Regions from separate parts of the Macaca mulatta genome. Here region 2 is linked to region 1. The links are chromatin contacts, called in public Hi-C maps. All regions are on one chromosome and are shown on one strand. Each heading gives the region's core, a stretch centred on a gene start, on an enhancer-like site or on the middle of the called end of the contact. The rest is flanking DNA. Distances are from core to core; before and after follow the strand shown.

Region 1 (4,358 bases), core at 730-3,229:
AGTCTCACTCTGTCGCCAGGCTGGAGTGCAGTGGCATAATCTCAGCTCACTACAACCTCTGCCTCTGGGGTTCAAGCAATTCTCCTGCCTCAGCCTCCCAAGTAGCGGGGACTACAGGCACGTGCACCACCACCCTGGCTAATTTTTATAGTTTTAGTAAAGACGGGGTTTCACCATGTTGGCCAGGCTGGTGTCAAACTCCTGACCTCAGGTGATGCCCCTGCTTTGGTCTCCCAAAGTTCTGGGATTATAGGCATGAGCCACTATGTCTAGCCTAGATCTGATGATTTTGTAAGGAGAAACCCTTTTTTGTTTGGTTCTCATTTCTTTCTTTGCCTGCCGCCATCCATGTAAGGTGTGACTTGCTCCTCCTTGCCTTCTGCCACAATTGTGAGGCTTCCCCAGCCACGTGGAACTGTCCAATTAAACCCCTTTCTTTTGTAAATTGCCCAGTCTCGGCTATGTCTTTATCAGCAGCATGAAAACGGACTAATACAATGCATATCTGATGTTTAGCTCCCACTTATAAGTAAGAATATGTGGTATTTCATTTTCTGTTCCTGCATTAATTCACTTAGGATAATGGCCTCCAGCTGTATCTATGTTGCTGCAAAGGATATTATTTCATTCTTTTTTATGGCTGCATAGTATTCCACAGTGTATGCCCCATTTTCTTTATCCAATCCACCATTAATGAGCACCTAGGTTGACTCCATGTCTTTGCTATTGTGAATAGTACTGATGAACATGTGAGAACATATATCTTTTTGGTGGAATAATTTGTTTTCAGTTGCATATATAACCAGTAATGGGATTGCTGGGTCAAATGGTAGTTTTGTTGTAAGTTCTTTGAGAAATCTCCAAACTGTTTTCCACGATGGCTGAACTAATTTACATTCCCACTAACAGCATATAAATGTTACCTTTTCTCCTCAGCGTCACCAACATCTGTTGATGTTTTCACTTTTTTTTTTTTTCCTTTTTGAGACAGAGTCTTACTCTGTCGCCCAGGCTGGAGAGCAGTGACTCCAACTCAGCTCACTGCAACCTCCGCCTCCCGGGATTAAGCGGTTCTCCTGCCTCAGTCTCCTGAGTAGCTGGGATTACAGGCGCCCACCACCATGCCCAGGTAATTTTTGTATTTTTAGTAGAGATGGGATTTCACCATGTTGGCCAGTCTGGTCTCGAACTCCCAACCTCAGGTAATCTGCCCGCCTCAGCCTCCCAAAGCCCTAGGATTACAGGCGTGAGCCACTGTGCCCGGCCAAGAAGCCAAGTTTTAATGGGTACACAAGTGCCCAGGAATTGGAGAGTGGGGAGTGTGCGTTGACTATTAGTCAGAGACTGTCAATGGAAGGGAAGGAGTCAACGATGGGAGTGAGAGCTCTGAACTCGGTGTTCGAAGCGGGTAATTTATGGGAGGGGCATACCTATGAGCAGACGATGCACTCAGACACGGAAGATCTGTGCATTGGACAGAAGAGACACCTTTTTCCTCTGCAGTAAGAACCAAGGAGGTAAGTAAGGGGTCTGATAGATATGAGTTTGTGCATGTGTGCTGGGTGAGTAATTGAGATAATTCATATATTTGAGAAAAGACAGTGAAATATTTAAAGGTAAATATAATAAAACCAGCTGTGGCACCTATTGGATAAGGAATTACTAACTGATGATTTAGAAATTCCTTTATGTGCGTTAGGAGCTCATTTGTTATCCCCATTTTACAGATGCGCAGCCCCAGGTTCAGTAACTTGCTCTAAATGAGACTGTAGAGACTAACTCCAGCACCCGGCAGCTCTCACCTTAAGCTGCCTGGCTAAGGTCAGCAGCAAGTAACCTGGCAGCGTCTGGGGGCCTGCGGCCGAGGACAGGGCTGGAACTACACTTCCCAGTATGCCAGGCGGGGCGGGGCGCGGCGGGGAGGGCGCAGGCTCCTTCCCAGAAGCAAAAGCGGAAACAAAAGAGTCTCGCCGGCCTCCCCGCCCGCACACTCGCGCACACTCGCGCTCGGGCGCAGACGGAGCAGGGACCGGCGCCCGGAGCGAGCCAGGGAGCGGCGAACCGGGGACCCACCGCGCGGAGCCAGCTGAGCTGCCAGCGAGCCCAACTCGCGAAGACTCACGCCCCCGAGCCCCGCAGCCGACCCCTGCCGGCCGGTGTCCCCACCGCGATCCCTGATCCATGGCGCTGAAGCGGATTCAGAAAGTGAGTGCCGGGGCCGGGCCTGGGGCTGCGGGGCAGCAGGGCAGCGGCGCCTGCCCACGCTGACTCGGCCAGTGGTCCCGAGAGATATGCAGGGAAAGCACGGGATGGAAGGGTGGGCCGGGGTGCGGGCAGGGAGCTGGAGGCTCGGGCCCGGCCAGCGGGCACCGGACAGGTTAGGTGGGAGCGGGGGCAGATCCCAGGCGGCCGGGGGAGCTTGAAGGCTGGGGGCCCGTGGCGCGCTCGCGCCGGGGCCGCTCCCGGAGCCCCAGGGTAGAGAGCCTCCTCCGCGTCCAGACCGCCCCGAAATCTGTGCTTCACGGTCACGGCTGGGTTTTGCCCTCCATGAGGCTAGTTTTGACCCCTGTCATGCTGTGTTTTCTCCAGGCTGTTTCTTAAGCCTGTCTCTTTTATGTTCTTGCTTACCCGGGCTCCCCGGGAGGGCACGGAAGGTGGGGTGGGCCTGCAGCCTTTCTCCGCGGAGCTGTCGGGTTGGTTCTTTCTCCTCTGCGGTTGGCTCTTGCTCAGTTGCCCGAATGGGCTGGAAAGCCCATTTGCGGCCAAGAAGCCAAGAGAAGGCTCCTGCCCCTTCTATTTTGGTGCCTCTGCTGCTGCCACTTCAGGTCACATAGCTGTAGCGAAAACATAGTTGCTGATACACAACAAGATGACCTCCTGGCTGTGATTCACGGTGAGTCAAGCCAAACAGGTTTTTTTTGCCCCTCATGGTAAACTTAGATGTAAAGTTCGAGACACAACATAAACTGTCGCAAATAGATTGTTTTGATGCTTTGACACATGGGTATAAAATGAGGAAGAAATATGTATCTTCATCCAACAACTGTTCACCCATCTCAACCCTGTGTGTGGAATTGTCTTTTTTTCACAGTATTTATTGCCACCATTTCAGAAGCGAACATCCTTCAGAATTGATATTCGGGCATTTCTTTCTGTTCATTTTTATTTCTTGTTGGTCTGTGTACTGACCCAAGTTTTAGGTTTTACAGTTACAGTTCACACTGGGAACATTGAGAATGTGTTTGTTAAATAGGGAGTGCTTTTCACTAAGTTAAGCAACAATGGTCAGTGTATTTTGTAGTTGTTTCAGAAGAAATTAATGCCCACATTTTTATCTACTTTTTTGACCAGTAGTCCATTATAGCAATAGTAAATGTTAGAGCAGTGATAGTGACGTACACATTGTATTCTGACTAGCCACTAGTGGCATCTTTAGGTACAGAGGACAGCAACTTTTAGAGCCTGCCAGTTTTTTATTTTCAAATTCTAAATCTGTTGATCACCTGTTATTTTTTGTCCCATTTAAAGGTCGTCTCATTGTAAAACATACAGTTAACAATCAGCATCAGCATTTATTAAGTTATAATGTTTTCTTGTTTGAAGATAGTTCAGTTACACGTTGTTTTATATAAATATCCTAATTTTGAAGCCTCAGTCGGCCTCTTTACCATAACTTGCATACTTATTAATGACGACGTAATATTGGTTCACATTTGGATCAGAAAATGCACATCTTCCAAGGAAGTTTTCAAATTCTATTTCCTTCTTTCCTAGTTGTGAGAATTTTTCACATGATTTTGCACATACAAGAGCTTTTTAAATTATCACTGTGTTTTTTTAAGAGATGGGGATCTCAGTATGTTGCCCATGCTGGTCTTGAACTCCTGTCCTCCAGAGAGTCTGGGATTACAGGCACAAGTCACCATACCCAACTATAACAATAGCGTTTAAATGCTGTGCAATTTGTCCACAGTAAGTGGATATTCAAAGAAATATGAACATTGTTTGTAAATACCATACTTGGCAGTTCTCGTCAATCACCATGCTGAACTGGTGTATTTGATTTGTATTTATAATGTGTGTGTCCAAATCTTTTCTTTTTAGTATTTATTGGTTATTAGTTTATAGAGTTGTTCAGAAAAAAAAAATTACTTACATGGAATTGATATCAAACATGTGACAAATCGATATTTTGGAGAAGAAATTGGGATCATATACCATCACATCTCTGTGCGTTCATCTTTGGCTTCCCTTTCTGATATCAGGCAAGTTAACTTACACAAGTCTTTCCATTAATCACACATTCAGACCGTTTCCTCAAACCTTAGGGGTGATTATTTTGATTGATTCCCTATTTT
Region 2 (4,358 bases), core at 856-3,355, 67 kb before region 1:
TCTCTAGGGACCTTTAGAGAAACATCTACTTTTTCAGGCATCTAGAATATTATTAGGAATATTAAAATCACAATTTATTAATATAAATCAATAGGCATTCCTCTATTAACTGAAATCCCATGAGTACTCTCAAATTCTCATTACAAGACACCGACACACAGGAGGAAATGTCTATACTGATCACCTTGAGGAGGTTGTTTCTTTACCTCCGTGTACTAAAAGAACCGTCAATTTTCACTATTCAGTATTTCCCGACTGTTACTGAGTCCCAGTCCGTGTATAAGGCTATGAGAATACAGATTCCCTCTCTAACCTCTATGAATTCAGTTTAGTGGGGAGAAAGGCACACAATTAAACAAAGTAGGTAAAAATAAAAGTAGTGGAAAACGTCGCTTTGAGAAACAGCATATACTCAAACTAATACCCATTTTCTAAAAGCCTTGAGTTGTTTCAGCAAACACAATACATGGTGAAAAAAAACAGTACTCCAAGGAAGAACTCTTGGTTTCACAATTCTTAACATATTGTAACGTGACTTTAGGCACGTCATTCTTAACCAGGGTTGGTCTTAGTCACCTCGTCTAAAAATGTCAGTATTAGCAACCTAAACCCGAATCATTTCACCAGCATAAACTAAATTGTATCTAGTGGTTCTTCTGGGTCAAAGATCCACAATACTCACATACTCATCCATCAGATTACCCAAGTAATCATGGCCCAGGAAACCACTACGAGTAAGCTAGATGAATTAGAGTTCCTAAGCTGAGATAAGCTTTAAACTTGTGAACTCAGAAAATGTATTACAGTAGCCATGGTACAGCCTTATAAAATGAACAAGAATAGTTGAACATTTTGTGTATCATTCTAGTACCATACCCGTGTGAATTTCCTACCAGGAATCCGAGTTTCTGCACTACTGGAACCACGCCTCCCAGAGAAATCAAGGAGACACCAGAAAAACCTCCTCAAGGGACAGGGAAAAATCACAGACAAGCTTTCTTCCCTTCTCACCTCCCCCCAAAAAAGCCCAGTGTTTTTCTTCCCCTCCAGCTATGCAGCTGCACCCAGCAGAGAAGTACTAGATTAGCATCATCTGCATTTCATTCCTTTTCTTTTGCAATAGCTACTCGCCTATAATAAACAGACCTTGTGCTCAAGGGAGAATTTACTTCCCCGTCCAGTAAAAATGAAGTTCCTTATTTTCACTAACAACGCCGTCTCCAATCAACACCCAACCTCCCCGGGGGGTGGGTGAGACCAGGCACGCCTCTCCCTGCCACCAGTGCTGCAAGCCTGACGACCCACACCCTAGGAATCGTCCCACTTTCCGACCCCTTGTTCTCCAGTGGCGAGGCTTCGGGGGACAGCGGAAGAGGCCGGGGATTTGGCGTGCACACCAGGGGGGCCCGGGAGCGCCAGGCTGCCTCGGCTGGCAGGGGGCTCGCGGAGGCGGAAGGGGAGCGGCGAACCCCGTGCCACCCCCACTTACCCACTTTGTCCTTCCCGTACATGTGCCCGGCCACCTGATGCGAGAGGGGTACACAGCCGTTGAGGAAGCGGAGTCTGCCGCCCGCCGGCTGCGGGGTGCCCTCAGGGGTGGCCTCGATCGCCGGTGGGGTCCGCATTTCTGGGGGACCCGGCGCCTCGACCCGGAGGGGGGATGGTGGCTCTGTTGCCATAACGGAGAGCAGAAGCGGTAGCGGCAGCGAGAGCAGGAAAAAAAAAAATAGGGCAAGGGAGGGGGCGCCGGAGAACCCGGGGGTCGCTCAGGCTCGGGCGCGAGGAGGCCCGGGGGTTCCCGCGGCTGGTGCCCGCTGAGGCCCCGGGAGGGGGCCCATGACGCCGCAGGGACGCGGGCGCTCCTCTGCCCAACTCGGCGGAGCGCGGCTCCCGGCTCCTGCTCCTCTGCCGCCTCAGCCGCCGGCCCCGGCGCTGCCCAGTAGACAGAACCGAGCCGAAGAGCAGCAGCAGCGGCGCCCCGCGCTCCCTGGGGCCCTGACGGCGACGGCGGCCCCACCTCCTGCGCCCCCGCCCCCTCCCACCGTCCTCCAGTCCCCTCAGCTGCCGCGCGCGCGTCAGCGCCGCCTGCACCGCCGCTACTGAGCATGCCCAGAGGCCGTCCGACAGGACACCCCCCTGCCATCAGCGGGGAGGGCGCGCGGCGCTGCCGGGACCTGGCGACGGCGAGCAGGGATGGGGCAAGCGCACTCGTGTTCCTTCTCACCCCCACCTCGCGGGCATTTCGAAGTCTCGCGTGCTGCTGTGGCTTCATTCATTCAACACGCTTCTCAGCGCGTCAGCTCAGAGAAGCCAGGGACTTCCAAGTGTGCGGAGCAGTCCGGCATTAGAATTGGAAGGCACTAGCATTGCCAAGGGTGGCTCTAAAGGCCACCCCTAACTGCACTCAACTCCCTCCAACTCCCACCCCGCACAAAAACAACAGAAGTTAAAGCAGGCAGCTTATTAGAAGATGCCCCTTCAAAATACCCTTCTAGTTAATCTCAGCACCCCCTCCCCGGATTGCTGTGTCTAAACCGCTCTTACCAAAAAATAAAACATATAAAAATAAAATAAAATTGGAACCGACACTAATTTCATACTGTAAAAGAGAAAAATCCTAATTTTTTTAAGTGAACACGTTTTTTAAAGAAAGGAGCAAGTTTTTTCTCTCTCCCACTCGACCTTTAAGACAGTGCAGGTTCCAAGGTCCTGAGTAGATAATTATATCAAAAGCCGGAGAAAGGGATGGACACCGGTAGCTAAGCGAGGTTCTGGAATGGGACTCAGTCATTGATTCCTGTATGTCCGCCACTGGCGTGTTATATAAAAGCTGGACCTGGACTTGAAGGTAAATCGTCACAAGCCTCGAGCAAGAAAAACTGGGGTCAAATCTTAGGTATCTGATTAAAGTAAGTGTCCTATTAACACCTGTCTCTGTCCCCACAAGCCCACACACCTGGAAGAGACGTAAAATCTGGCCTGGATTCCCTAATCCCAGGGCCCTGCCCCTCCGCTTCAGGGCCCCGCCCCTCGGCGTTGCGCAAACTCCGTTGCTACCTAAGTCTTTTCCTCCTCCCCGCTCCCGTGGCTGTCAAAATCCGGAGTCCAGACTTCCTTAAGGCCCAGGGCACAGCTCCACGCATGCTCAGCACCTACCAGGGTCGAGCTCACACACGTGCTTACGACCCGCCGCGGCGCCTGCGCGGTAGCAGCGCGGAGTCGGTGCCCTTAGTACGGCACTGGCACCTTTAGTCTCGCCGGCCGCGCGAACCCGTTTGTGCTCGGTATCCTAGTGCACACGCCTTGCAAGCGACGGCGCCATGAGTCTGACTTCCAGTTCCAGCGTACGAGGTGAAGTGGGGCCTGGGAGCGGGTGAGGCTGGTGAGGCTCACCGGTTGCTGCGCCCGCAGCTCAGCTGGGTTGTTTTACCGCTGCCCTACACGCCCGCCGGTCCTATAACCTTGAGATGCAGAAGGGCAAGTGCTCGGCCCGGCTGCGGGCTCCGGCCGGGATAGGGAAGGGGGGCGAGGTCAGGGATGGATTGATGGTTTGGGGCCATGCGAGACCAGAGTCCACGTTTCCCCCAACTAGCCAAACCCTAACACCAAATGACCGCGCCGCTAGCTTTTCTTGTTCTCTTCTAAGACGCTTTCATATCCTTAAGTCACAGAGCCTGGAAAGAAAGGAAAGGTGGGAGAAAACAACAGCAAACCTGTTTACCCTTCTCCTGTTTCAGTCAGCGTCGGGCCACAACGTCGATTTCCTGCAATCCTGAAGCATTGCATGACTAATCACATCTTAGTTTTGCAGATTTTTTTTTTCCAGGGATGAAACCCAATCCGAGGTCTTCAGTTTTCCCGGTTTTTTGTTATGCCCCTGGCATCTGGCACTCGGTGGCAGTAGTCCAGGATAAAGAATTGAAACCCGCCTTCGTTGAACCTTCAGCTTTCTGAGTCTTCTTTCCCCAATGCTAGTACTTAGCGTTTGGAAACAGTATTTCGCAGAAAGTCCCTTATAATAAAATTAGGAGACTTTATAAGCAGTCATTTAGTGTGGAGTTTCACTTTATAACCATTCTTGGTGATGTTATAGTTGTTAATACAATACTGTGTACCAGACACACGGTATGTGTGATCTTTGTCCCTCTATAAAACACCACTTCGCAAGGTTTTGAGTAAAGGCAAAGAGATTGTCCAGAGGTTAATTAAAAATACGTTCAGTAAATATTGAGCATCTGTAGTGCCAGGTAATGTAAAGTCCCTACTAACTTGAGCCCTATTTTTTTAATAGGTAGTTTCCAAAAATTGGAGAGTTCCACTTCTGTTGACAAAATTTACCTGGCTAAGTAAGGGTGATA

What was found. A called contact is a pair of places that touch in the nucleus more often than the background predicts.
Region 2: a contact with region 1 is called in a Hi-C map of cortical neurons, with 3 times the contacts expected there. The contact joins the promoter of IPMK here to the promoter of UBE2D1 in region 1. A contact is called at or near these places in 2 of 14 Hi-C or Micro-C datasets (cortical neurons and fetal cortex germinal zone).

The regions. Positions count from the first base shown.
Region 1 is chr9:91,528,203-91,532,560 of T2T-MMU8v2.0, reverse strand. It overlaps UBE2D1 (ubiquitin conjugating enzyme E2 D1), which reads left to right and starts at 1,979. Exons shown (of 7, transcript NM_001257863.1): 1 at 1,979-2,205. The coding sequence starts at 2,182.
Region 2 is chr9:91,595,456-91,599,813 of T2T-MMU8v2.0, reverse strand. It overlaps IPMK (inositol polyphosphate multikinase), which reads right to left and starts at 2,105. Exons shown (of 6, transcript XM_015147592.3): 1 at 1,490-2,105. The coding sequence starts at 1,679. It overlaps CISD1 (CDGSH iron sulfur domain 1), which reads left to right and starts at 3,193. Exons shown (of 3, transcript NM_001257590.2): 1 at 3,193-3,351. The coding sequence starts at 3,321.